Linked DNA regions of Sus scrofa: region 2 is linked to region 1. A link is a contact called in public Hi-C data. All regions are on one chromosome and are shown on one strand. The core of a region is the stretch at or near the end of the contact, and the rest is flanking DNA. Distances in the headings are between cores, read along the strand shown. Region 1 overlaps TRIM2 (tripartite motif-containing protein 2). Region 2 overlaps TRIM2 (tripartite motif-containing protein 2).

Region 1 (2,839 bases), core at 313-2,812:
GTTAACCAACCAAAAGGCCAGCATTGTGGATGACATCCATTCCACCTTTGATGAGCTCCAGAAGACTCTGAACGTGCGCAAAAGTGTGCTGCTTATGGAGCTGGAAGTCAACTATGGCCTCAAACACAAAGTAAGACTCCAGCCATTCATACCAGTGCTGGGCCTTCTCTGGGTAGCGCACTGTGTTCAACTAGCAGCAAAGGAGACTCAAATAAATCCTTAAGTGTCACTGCTGTTCAGAAAACAGTAGTTTTCATTTAATGGCATATCCAGCTATTTTTTCCCTTCCTGTTTTCAGCAAAACTAGGAACCTGTGGCCTTAAATACCACTTTATAAATTGACACAAGGCAAGATGGAACATAAGTGGTTTCAGGATTTAGGGCTAAACTGGATTGTTTTCCTTCCTTACTTATAATGGCTAATAGTCTCTTAATTGCTCTCTCACCCACACCAACCTGTTAGTCAACTTCACAGTGAACCGTGACTGCAGCCTTTGTTTCACTCTGCATGTCCAGTCACAAAACCGGGGAGGAAAGCGTCTAATACTCAGGTGTGGAGTTTTCATTTGTCCAGTTTCTGTTCCTTTAGGTGGTGACAGGGGAGCTTTGGACACTAGGAAAAGATAATGAATAATGAATATTTCAAATGCCAGGCATGGCAATCTGGCTGCCAAGCTGTCGGTGGTGTGGTGATGTTTGTGCCTGCCCCATCAAAGGCACATGACCCCAGAAATATGTGTGTGGGAGAGAAGGGATGAGGAGGAAGGAAAAGAGGAGGTACTAGGAAGGTGATTTGGGGTTGTTATATTTATACATGTATATAATAATTATAGTTGATTTACAATGTTCTGCCAATTTCTGCTGTACAGCAAAGTAACCCAGGAAGGCGATTTCGGATTAAGCATTAGAAGCGGGTTCACCAGTTTAAACTGAAAGCCCCTGCTGGCCCTCCCACCCGCCACCCCACCGTGGCAGGTGCAGCGCGCGTGCGCTGCAGGAAGCGCTCACCCCACCTCGGTTTTCCCACAGGTCCTGCAGTCGCAGCTGGACACGCTGCTCGAGGGGCAGGAGAGCATCAAGAGCTGCAGCACCTTCACCGCGCAGGCCCTCAACCACGGCACAGAGACTGAAGTGCTGCTCGTGAAGAAGCAGATGAGCGAGAAGCTGAATGAACTGGCGGACCAGGACTTCCCGCTGCACCCGCGAGAAAACGACCAGCTGGACTTCATCGTGGAGACCGAGGGGCTCAAGAAGTCCATCCATAACCTGGGGACGATCTTAACCACCAACGCCGTCGCCTCCGAGACGGTGGCCACGGGCGAGGGGCTGCGGCAGACCATCATCGGGCAGCCCATGTCCGTCACCATAACAACCAAGGACAAAGACGGGGAGCTGTGTAAAACGGGCAACGCCTACCTCACGGCGGAGCTGAGCACGCCCGACGGCAGCGTGGCCGACGGGGAGATCCTGGACAACAAGAACGGCACGTACGAGTTCCTGTACACCGTGCAGAAGGAGGGCGACTTCACCCTGTCGCTGCGGCTCTACGACCAGCACATCCGCGGCAGCCCGTTCAAGCTCAAGGTCATCCGGTCGGCTGACGTGTCCCCCACCACGGAGGGCGTGAAGAGGCGCGTCAAGTCCCCGGGGAGCGGCCACGTGAAGCAGAAGGCGGTGAAGAGACCCGCCAGCATGTACAGCACCGGCAAACGAAAAGAGAATCCCATCGAAGACGATCTGATCTTCCGAGTGGGTAAGGAGCGGGCGGCTGCGCTCTGAGCGTGGCTTCGGTTCAAGGGTGGCGGGGAGAGGGTCGCGCGTTGCAGCTTTGCAGGCCACAGCTGTGGCTGAAGGTGTTTGGGAGACGCGGGTGTATTGTATTAGCTGAGCTCGGATGGTCTCCTAGGTTTACTTTCCCTTCCTCTTCCCTCCCCCTCCCTCCTCCTCCTTCTCCCCCTCCCTCCTCCTCCTTCTCCCCCTCCCTCCTCCTCCTTCTCCCCCTCCCTCCTCCTCCTTCTCCCCCTCTCCCTCCTCCTCCTTCTCCCCCTCATCTCCTCCTCTCCTTCTCCTTCTCCCCCTCCCTCCTCCTCCTTCTCCCCCTCTCCCTCCTCCTCCTTCTCCCCCTCATCTCCTCCCCTCCTCCTCCTGCGTAACCTCGCAAGTGCTGCTGCCTATTCACTACGGACCTTTAGAAACTGAAAATAAGCAGAAAGAGAATTAGACAAATTTCAGCAGTCATAATCTGGACAATTTAAAGGAAATGTTGGTAATCCCCCACCCTACCCCCGACCTTGGGAATGTTTTTGGAGTGCTCCTGCCTAGCCCCAAGGCTGGGCGATGGTTCTTATCAGATGACTTCACGCGTTTCTCTGGACTCTGTCGGCGGCGCCGGCTGTGGCTGTACGCAGAGTCTGACGCCTCCCTGTCACTGCTCCAGCATTGTAAGGGCGGGGGCGAGGGGCATGGTGCGTTGCAAGATGTGGTCACCATCCAGTTGTTTGTAACTGGAGAGCAGCCCCAAAGAGGGGAGGGTGGGTGGAAACAGAGAATGGAATGGGGTTGGGGCGGAAGCAAGAAGGTTTAGGATAAGCCAAGAGATTTGGGGATGCAAATAGCCCTTCCCTTGTCAGATTTAGTGCCTTGGGTTTTTGTTTTTTTTTTTTAAGCTGTCCATTTTTTCAATAGAAAGGAGACTCAATGAAAACAACCAACCATTTGATGATTCTTTAAAAAGTCGGCCTTTTAGCTACTGTATCTAAAAGTATCTCCAGCCTGGTTCTCTTTCTGCCTCTTGGGTCGTACCTTGCAAGGGATGCTAATTGACACATGGAGAAAAACA
Region 2 (2,852 bases), core at 65-2,564, 66 kb before region 1:
ATCCAGGATTTGCCGCGGCCCCGCGGCGGATGGAAAACAGATGTGTCCGCCCCGGGCCTGAGCACGGGATGGAAGTGACCGATCCGATCGCCTTCTGGAACCGAGGACACGGAGTTGAGGCCCTTCGGGATCCAGCCGGGAGGCGGCTGGCCCTCGGTTCGTCCGCTTTGGCGGCTTCAGCCTAGAGCCCGGCTTCAGTCCCCGCGGGCCGTGCGCGCCTCTTCTGACGCCGTCGCGCAGTAAGTGGGTCCTCTCTCGGCTGCGGCCCGGGCCCAACCCGGCCATCTGGAGTCTCTGCTCCGGGCAAGGTCCGCGTGGACCTAGGTGTGCGGAGCCGCGGGAGACTCCGCTTCCGGGTCCTGGCGGGGGACCGGGGGTTGGGGGGGGCGGGGACCTGCTGCCAGGCCCGCGCCTGCCTGGGTCTCCGGGGGCGGGGACCCTCCGCCAGTCTCGAAAGCTGTGCCCCGAGCTTCGGAAGTAAAGCTTTTCACGTCATTTTGCACTGAGGGAAAAAAGAAAGAAAGAAAAAGATGCTCTGTAACCTTAAAGCGGTAGATTTAATCCTTGTTCAGAAGATGGGTTTCCTTCTCTCTTTACATTTTGGTCGTTTCCCTACTACTGAAATCAATTGCCTTCCTAATTAGCCTTCACGCTGACCCTCTGCCCGAGTTCATACTACCGTCTGGCTTCTTAGAGGAGGGAGATGTTGATGTTTGAGGGTTTTCAGGGTTTGTGTGTTTTGTTTTTTTGATTAATAAATCCTGAAAATACATGCCCCGTATTGAAAACTGCATGTGCACAAATTAGGTAGGAGGCCAGGAGTGGGCAGGAGGGTTTGTCGCATGAAATGCCTGTCAGATCCCAAGCATTCTTTGAACCCTAAACTGGTTCCCACCAGTAATTCAATCCCCACAAGCCTCGGGTTCATTCTTCACCCCTTCCCTCCCGCTCGAATATACCAACCTTACTTTATGAGCAAAGACAGCGTTAGATTCGGCTGTTTGGTAAGTGGTTACTGTTAAAGCACCTGGAGTTCCAGATATGCAAAGAGGTAGCGAACCCAGGGTGGGAGGGGTTGTTGTTCCTGTGGGAGTAGGTATGTCGATGCCCTTCCCCCCCCCCGGAAACAGTTTTTAGCCCATTTTGTTCTTAAACTGGAGAGTTAACTTTCCCATCAATCATTGTAGAACGCAGTTACGGACTTCTTGCGGGGCTCCTTGTATTTCCGGGTTCCATGACTAGAGAGGTGGCAAAGTTACCTTGCTTGTTTCTAGCTCCGCTGTCCTGACCTCTAGTCTCAGACTGCCACGTGATTTCACCCCTGGCAGCCCTAGTACCTGCCTTGTGGCTGAAAGAAACAAAAGAGCAGGAATGACTCACAATCCTCTGGCTACCTCAACCTTAACCAAAGATGCAAAGTATTTGATTAAATTCTTTATGACGCAGGTTCCATTGTTTCCTTCCTCTTCAAATCTAGGTCCATCTAGCAATTAAAGATCAATTTAAAAAACAAACAAAACCTCCACCTGTCTCCTCCTTTAGAGTAAACAGGGATTTGATTGAGTTGGGGGTGGCCACCCACACTAATAAACTGTTTTTCTGGTGAGATAATTCCGTCATATTCGGGCTGGCACACAGGATGGATGGCACCAGATCTGCTCTCTCACCCGCATGTTTACACATTCTTTTCCTAGGACGCTCCCTTTTTTTTCTATCATTTTCTATACTGTCCCCTGTGAGGTACATACCATGACTCTATTTTGCATCATAGAATCTAGGATATCATTACTTTTCAGTGTCAAGCTTGTTTAGATCACAGTGTCCCTTTATCAGTATTCTCAGAACATTTTCCCAAATCCCACCTTTATTTTCCTGGAAAACTCTTTCATCTATTCAATCCTCCATTGGAAATGCCTTCGTATCTTTCAAAAGTAAAGATGGCGCCTACATCTGGGATTATTTTTCTTGCATCATTTTCCTGTTGACATGCATGGTTTCCTGATTGTCTGGTCAGCTTGTTATTTTTGCTTCATATGGAAACACACATGGAAAGAACTTCTAATCTAATGTAAATGGGTTAGGGAGTCTCCCTGAGCATTAACTGCGGACACACTGATCTGTTCTTTGGTCTGCCCTTGGGTTGAATTCTGTCCTTGGAATTTCTGTCCACTGCTTACTCTAGAAAGAAGCTAGATATTTACCTTGGGGCTCAGGAGTGACTTGTTTATTTGACCTTTTCTGCGTGGCTGTAACTCACCACCTCTCCAGCTACTGCTTGTTGAGAATTTGGCCTGTTAGGCAGAGAACACCCAATCTGGTAATACAGCAGTGCTCAAGGAACCTTTCAGAGTGTCAGCCTGAAATCCTAAAGTCTGGAAAGATAACATCATCAGAACTTTCTTCTTCTCTCATTACTCCATGAAAAATGACATTGCTTGGTTTATAGCAAAGCTATCTTGGACTATAAATTCCCCAAAGACAATCTCAGCTTGATTTAGGTTCTAAAAGTTCATGCTGGCTGGTGCTGGCAAGATGCTTCCAATGCTGCTGCTAATGATGCAGATAATGGTTGACCTTTAGGGTTGCATGAGAAAATACTTTTCAGGATATCTGTTTGTGAGGCCTCTCTGAGACTTTCATCTTAAAAACCTTGAGTCAAGGCTGAGGGACTGTCATACTCTGTCACCCGCATTATTTTGTTGTTGTTATTTGGTTTTGGTTTTGGTTTTGGTTTTAATGCCTTCTCTTGTGGCATATGGAAGTTCCTGGGCTAGGGGTCAAATTAGAGCTGCAGCCTCAGGCCTACACCACAGCCACAGCAATGGCAGATCCTTAATCCACCGAGTGAGGCC

What was found. Hi-C and Micro-C count contacts between places; a contact is called where the count stands out from the background.
Region 2: a contact with region 1 is called in a Hi-C map of epiblast stem cells, with 2.3 times the contacts expected there. The contact joins two enhancer-like sites. A contact is called at or near these places in 12 of 47 Hi-C or Micro-C datasets (alveolar macrophages, embryonic fibroblasts, epiblast stem cells and 7 more) and 1 of 2 datasets of contacts at active chromatin or transcription factors (skeletal muscle).

What each region holds. Positions count from the first base shown.
Region 1 is chr8:75,806,059-75,808,897 of Sscrofa11.1, reverse strand. TRIM2 (tripartite motif-containing protein 2) reads left to right here. Exons shown (of 12, transcript XM_021101489.1): 5 at 1-130; 6 at 1,030-1,753. Among named protein-coding and RNA genes, the nearest start is that of MND1, 52 kb to the right of the region's middle. Within about 2 kb of position 1,562, at least 53 of the 83 cell types and tissues checked have an H3K27ac peak or open chromatin away from gene starts, as enhancers often do. A contact at or near this core is called in epiblast stem cells, where this site is marked.
Region 2 is chr8:75,871,388-75,874,239 of Sscrofa11.1, reverse strand. The region is part of intron 1 of TRIM2 (tripartite motif-containing protein 2); the gene reads left to right. Among named protein-coding and RNA genes, the nearest start is that of TRIM2, 67 kb to the left of the region's middle. Within about 2 kb of position 1,314, at least 20 of the 83 cell types and tissues checked have an H3K27ac peak or open chromatin away from gene starts, as enhancers often do. A contact at or near this core is called in epiblast stem cells, where this site is marked.